Regions from separate parts of the Mus musculus genome. Here region 1 is linked to region 2. Evidence: chromatin contacts called from public promoter capture Hi-C data. All regions are on one chromosome and are shown on one strand. The core of a region is the stretch at or near the end of the contact, and the rest is flanking DNA. Distances in the headings are between cores, read along the strand shown.

What was found. Promoter capture Hi-C pulls out the DNA fragments that hold promoters and counts their contacts.
Region 1: a contact with region 2 is called in a promoter capture Hi-C map of hippocampal neurons, with 6 times the contacts expected there. The contact joins the promoter of Lrit2 here to the promoter of Gprin2 in region 2. A contact is called at or near these places in 3 of 39 promoter capture datasets (hippocampal neurons, liver and pre-B cells).

Annotation. Positions count from the first base shown.
Region 1 is chr14:37,066,257-37,069,603 of GRCm38.p6, forward strand. Lrit2 (leucine-rich repeat, immunoglobulin-like and transmembrane domains 2) reads left to right here and starts at 1,773. Exons shown (of 3, transcript NM_001360134.1): 1 at 1,773-1,798; 2 at 2,220-3,001. The coding sequence starts at 2,233.
Region 2 is chr14:34,200,158-34,203,472 of GRCm38.p6, forward strand. Gprin2 (G protein regulated inducer of neurite outgrowth 2) reads right to left here and starts at 1,476. Exons shown (of 2, transcript NM_183209.2): 1 at 1,253-1,476.

The sequences.
Region 1 (3,347 bases), core at 523-3,022, 2.9 Mb after region 2:
GTATATCTATGTATATCTATCTAGATACAGACAAGCTCTAGGATGACACCTAGAAAAGTGAGTAGGTCTGAATTTATACTAAGTGGGACATGGAATTGACAGAAAAGATATTGTAGAAAAGGAAGATTTTTAATTTTGGGCTTTCATATTTAGGTGTAAGAGGGAAAAAAAGGAACTTACTTGTGCTTTCAGATAGCCATCCATTGAATTGCAGGGTCCCATGAAGTAAGCCTAAGTTGTGGAAACTTGGCAAAGGGCTCTGGAGCAAACTTCTCTCAGTGTTGTTTCTTTTTTGACAAACTGGTCAGAAACGGATGTCTCCCCCAGCCCATCCCTGCGTGTGTGCTGCTTTGGAATGGATGTTGCTTTGTGCAAGCGCTTCCTGGAGCTGAGTGTCACCTCATCATCATTTAAAAGATAATGAGAGCTGCACATCTCCCCATCTCACACAGACTTTGTGTATGCCACAGCACATTCCTTGTTTGATTTATTTTTTTACCTTGAAAGTAACTGCAAAGATCTATCCAAATGTCGAGTTAGATTGCCTAGGAATGCCAGAAAGTACATCTGGTATGAGTGGGAAGCCTGGGATGTAAGCAGCTTAGCTGGTGACCCATTTCTGCCTTGCTGGTTAGCTACTAAGCAGATTTTTTTTTTCACTGAAGCCTTTTGTGGGGTATAATGTATATCATGAATCGTATGAGAACTCATAGAATTTTGGCATTTTCTTGATATGCTCTCATTTAATAAGAAAGGTGGCACTTCAGCTCATCTAGACTCTGTCACTTAGAGGGGATGAATTGTGGGGCACCTATTGTCCTAGGCACTGTGCATTAATTAATCTAAACATTTCCTGTCCAAAGCATGAAGTGTTTGCTGATGATTCTTGTTCTGTAGAAGAGACACAACGGCTTACACACTAGAAGATATCCCCCAAACAGCCAGACTCAGAAGCAGAAGCACAAGGAAGACTGAATGAGGAAATATCTATAGAGTTTATTTTCTTACCACTGTTGTGCCTAGAAAACATGACTTACAGTGAACAAACAATAAATAGTGACATGTGAAGAGAAATAGAGAAGTATCTTGTCACAGATGACATTCACAAGCCTGACATTTTGCTCTTTATGGTGTGATGCAGTGTTTTAGAAAAGTCAGGGAAAAGTCAGACCATTAAGCTACTTGCCCCAGACTGTAAAGCTTTGTCCTTATGTTTTTAAGCTTCCATATTGGAAGGACACCATGATGTTTCTCCAATTCTAGTGATATGGATTGTAGAAGCATTAGTCTTAATGCAGTAGAAGTATGACTAAACACATCACCCATGGTGCGGTGCTGGCAGACCGCAAGCAAGGAAAACAATCCCAGGGTTGTTTTGTTGCTCATCATCTGCTTTCCCTTCAAGAAAATAATTGGAAACTGGCATTTCAGGATTCCTTTGTGAACTGTAAAGTATTAGATGCATTCTGGCCAAATCCCGAGCTATGGTACTCAGGCTTGCAACACCTGATTGTTTCCCTGGCTTCTTTGTAAGAAGCTGAGAGACGGTAGAAACAGAATGGAGCTTGATGTCTGATGTATATTCGCCTTTGCAACCTTAAGAACCACAGCCTTTTCATTTTAGTTAAGAGACACAACTTCTCGACATGGACTTTTCCTGAGCCTGGGAGCTGGGCTGTAACAGACCTCGGGGCATTCAGTGCTTTAGTGCTGCTGTGCTGACCTACATCTTTATGGATTACCAATAATAGGATTTGCTACTCAGAAGCTGAGACCATACCTACCCAAACCACACAAGGTATTTGCCTACAGATAAATATGGCTTTTGTTTTTTACTGTTTCTTGCAAGTTCTGGTCTCTTGGGTTATACATGCAGTGCAGCCGTTCTGTCTGCCAGAGTGTACCTGTTCAGAGGAGAGTTTTGGCAGGTGTGCTATGCTGACAGGATTCCAGAGGGTGATGTGGGGGTGGAGGAGACTTTCTTTAAAAATGATATGGAGTGACACAGGCTTAGAGTTTGTGGGAAATCAGCTAAATCCCATGGGATTCATTTTAGTTGGTTCTGGAGTTTATGGAGCAGAACATTTCTACCAAAAGCCATCTCTTTTATTTTAAATTCATTATTTTTCATTTAATCTCCATGTCTAGTGACAGGACTCACAAAATACCAGTTATAGGTTCCTTGAGGCTTATTGAAGTTTTTCTGCTTTCTTATACAGGAGCCTTCAGTGCATGTCTATGTCTTTGGGAAAGATTCCAGACAACTTTCCCGAAGAACTCAAGCAAGTGAGAATTGAAAACTCACCCTTATTTGAACTTTCCCAGGGGTTTTTCACCAACATGAGCAGTTTGGAATACCTTTGGCTCAACTTTAACAATGTCACTGTGATCCACCTAGGCGCCCTGGAGGACCTGCCAGAGCTGAGAGAGCTGAGACTAGAGGGGAACAAACTCCGTTCAGTACCATGGACAGCGTTCCGCGCCACCCCTCTCCTGCGGGTTTTGGATCTCAAACACAACCGGATTGATTCTGTCCCAGAACTGGCTCTTCAGTTCCTAACCAACCTGATATACCTTGACATATCCTCCAACAGGTTGACAGTTGTATCCAAGGGTGTCTTCTTGAACTGGCCAGCCTATCAGAAACGGCAACAGCTTGGTTGTGGAGCTGAGTTTCTTTCCAATATGGTATTGTCGCTGCACAATAATCCTTGGTTGTGCGACTGCCGATTAAGGGGACTTGCTCAGTTTGTCAAGTCCGTTGGTCCCCCTTTCATACTGGTGAATTCGTACCTGGTATGCCAGGGTCCTGTCTCTAAGGCAGGGCAGCTTTTACATGAGACTGAGCTCGGAGTTTGTATGAAGCCAACTATTTCAACCCCTAGTGTCAATGTCACTATCCAGGTAGGAAAGAACGTGACTCTGCAATGTTTTGCACAAGCCAGTCCCTCACCAACCATTGCATGGAAGTATCCCCTGAGCACGTGGAGAGAATTTGATGGTAAGCCATTTGTACTCTCTGTATATATATGGGGGCAGTGTAGAGGTCTGTTAGGACTCTGCCTCAATATAGAGGTGTAAACGGTGCCTGTCATAAAGGATGGGTGCAGGTAAGATGGACATATATATGGATTAACTCCATAGAACAGAAAAGAGTTCAAGGTAGCATTCCACTATCAGCATTGTTTAAAGTGGGTACATGCAGATCTCATATATAAATAGATATATTGGATCTGATCATCTCTTATAGTATATAAATGTTAATAGACTTACAATGGGCAAATACATTGTTTGAGGACCTTCTGGGTGAAAAGCATAATACTAAAATTTTAGAATCCTAAAATTTC
Region 2 (3,315 bases), core at 226-2,725:
CCACACTAAGTCATTCATGCAAGCAGCAGGCGCTTAGATGACAACCTCTGTGTCCAGAAAGCCACAAAAAGGCAAGCAAGTCGACAAAGGAGGGAGCAGGGTGTGAGAGGAGAATCAGGACTGCTCACAGAGTTAACATAAGGAAGTTGAAAGGCCCAGGTAGGGATAGCCCCTACAGATACCTCAAATCCCTTGTAGAGAGGGGTGTGGCCACCTACAACTAGTGGTTTGATCATGCCAGCGTGCAAATAAACGGCCTAACAGGAACACAAGCCGAATGGAGAACGCAGCAAGAGACATCCCTTAAGGTGGGTGGGGCAGCTCCAAGAATAAAATCAGTCCCTCGTAGCCTCTAACCTTATCGAGATGGCATAGAACCTAAAGGCAGAGAAATGCCAGGAAAGGGGTATGCATGAGAAAACAAGCTCCAAGACGCCACCCTGCTCACCATAGAGAAACCCCTAAGAGTCCCAGAACGCCTAAGAGTCCCAGGGCCTGAAACCTGTGAGGGTTTGCTCACTCAGGTGCTAACAGTGGGCTGAATGTGTCTCAGGGTCAACTGCAACTGCAGGAGGCCACTAAGATTGTACCTGCACTCCCCAGCACAGTGCCCCAGCATGGACACACGCCTCACTGTGGCCATGGCACAGGCGGGTTTACAGTGTGAACCTGCAGGAAAGAACGTTCATTCACAGCAGCACTCCGCATGCCAAACACAGGCCGCCCCTGCTGCGGTCAAAGGCCTGAACGCACCACACACCACGCAGCCTCCCTGGCCAGGGCTCCCTTCCCCGAATCTCCAGAGCAAAGCCCACAGTGGTCTTAGGGAGAAGTACACAACCCAAGTCTCGGATCTAGGCTACAGACCTTTCCAGGACAAAGACTCAAAGGATATGGGGCAGTGAGCTCGCTGGTAGGGATGCTCCTGAGCAGAAGAGGGCGGGGCGCTGGCAACAGAGGACAGGGTGGGGGATGCGGATGGAAGAGAGGAGAACCCGGGAGGGAAGAAGCAAAGGAAGGCGGGGTGGAGGCCGATGGGCTCCGGTCCGGGGCAGAGGAAAAACAAAAACAAAACCCGGAGACTGGGCAAAGGGAACGTGGAAAAGAGAACCGGAGAGGGCAAGGGGGAGGCAACCGTGCGGAGGAATGCGGCGCAGACAGCGGTGAGGAAGGGGTTCGGGGGTTCAGGAAGGGGGGCGCCGCCCACACCACCCCAGCACCCACCACGGCTCGTGTTGAGCCAGCCTCTCACCCTGTCGCCTCCAGGGCCGCAAAGGCCGGCGGAAGCGCTGCTCCTGCGGCCGCCACAGGTGCCCGTCGCCAAGATGGAGCCGCACTGGGTCTAGCCCCGCCGTGGTGCAGCCGGCCGCGGAGCCTGCGCTGCCAAGGGCCAGAAGGGGAAGCTGTCACCGGTACCCGGAGCAGGGGTGCTGGGGGTTTGAGGGGGGCGACTCACTCACCTAGGCGCGCCCCGCCTCTTCACGGCTCAGCGTCCCGGCCCCGCCCCCTGCCTCGGCTCCGCCCATGTCATTCCCTTAGGCTCCGCCCCCAAGACTGCCCATCCCCCCTTCCTGACCCTTCCCCCCCGCCCCCCCCCCCCCCAGCAAGGCTGTTTTCTCACTGGGCTCATCCATTTTGTGCAACCTTCCCGACAGAGCCGGCCGCTGTGTTCCAATCTCCCACCCCTAAAGGGCGCCATCGTCCTGCCCCAGTCCCTCCGTGCCCCACCTTGCCTTGCGTGGCTAGCTCCGGCAAATCCTCCAGGTCCCAAATTCACATCCTTAGAGATTTTCAATCCCTTGCTCTGACACCAGAATCCATTGACATTCCCTGTGGCCCCGCCCCCCCCCCATGTCCTTTATCTTCCTGCCCCACCTCTCACAATTCTTGGGCCTCCCACCCACCTCTTGAGACCTTTCCCCAGGTCTTGCTCTCTAGAGGCCTTGCCTGTTAGGGAGTCTTCAGGCCTGCTGGATCCAACAGCATGCTCTCAGCTCTAGACTCACCTCAGGGAGAAATCCAAGCTTGATCCAGTTCTTGAGGTTTACAATTGCAGTGTGGTCCTTAAGGAGTACCTGCCCAGCTTCATAGTCCCAAAGTCACACCCTCAGCCATGTCCTTCAAGGTCTACATTCTTGATAACCTGTCAGTCTATCCACTTCCAGGACCATTTCCACCCTTGCCCTCTGACCCAATCCCACGCTAGGATGGTTTCGCAGCCTACCTCAGGGATGCAAAGAGCTGACATGCACAGTGACTCCCAGTGGGGAGAGACCTCACTGGAGCCTCAACTATTTTCCTGTAATTCCCTGCAGTTCTGATATTTCCTCCCTAGATCCCACTGTGTCCCTTCCTAAAAGCTCTACCGATTCTGGGTTGCCTGATCCCATGGAAAGTCTAGGATCCCTATTAGCTTTGCTCCAGCATCCCCAGACACACAGGACAGGAAGCTACCCCACCTAGATCTGACCAGACCCAGTCCACCATCAAGGAGTCCCCAGGTACCCAGGGCCACAGGGTAAGAGGAGACTGGGCTTCTTCTGAGTCCCCATCTCAGAGAACTAAGTCCCAGTGTCACACTCCTTTGTTGACAGCAGCCCTGGAGCCCCAACTTGCCTAGGGTTGTTTACACTCTTCCCATGCAGTTATGGGGAACCAACACCATCTTTGTCTCTCTCCTAGTTATGGATGGCTTCACTATCTTCTCAGAAAGTCCTAGATTTCCTCCAGTCACCCCTTCCCAGCAGGTCCTCAAAGCATTCTCTCCAGTTTGGGAAAACAGCCATCCTGGAAGAGCTAAGCACCCTGACAGGGCTGCACAGGCCTGTGGAAGCTCTGCTTCTACAGCCACAGGTGTCCAGGCTTTAAGATGGAGCCCGAGCTACACTAGTTGGGTCTAACCAGCCACGGTGCAGCTCGCTGCAGCGCTTACTGGGTATACAAGTAGGGGCCGAGGGTTCTTGCTTCCTTGCTACTCACAGCCGGCCTGAAGGATCCTGTCCAAAGAGTCTATAGAAGATTTCTGCACCAGGGACACTAACCAACTCCTGTCCCTCCCAGAAATTGCCACTCTTCTCATCCTCATAGTCCCTTCCCACAGAAGTCACTTACATCCCAAGAAGGGATGAGGTAAATGTGACTACACTGAGAGGAGACTCAGAGCCCAAGCCCATAGCTCCTAGCTTCCAGGGCATCCTGAACAGAACTTTGCCATGTATGTGCCAAGGAAGCCTACTCAGGATTAGATGTCAATGGATGTCTGCCCTACTGGATACACACAGGCGTGATCTGACGGGACCATGGCACCAGGACCTC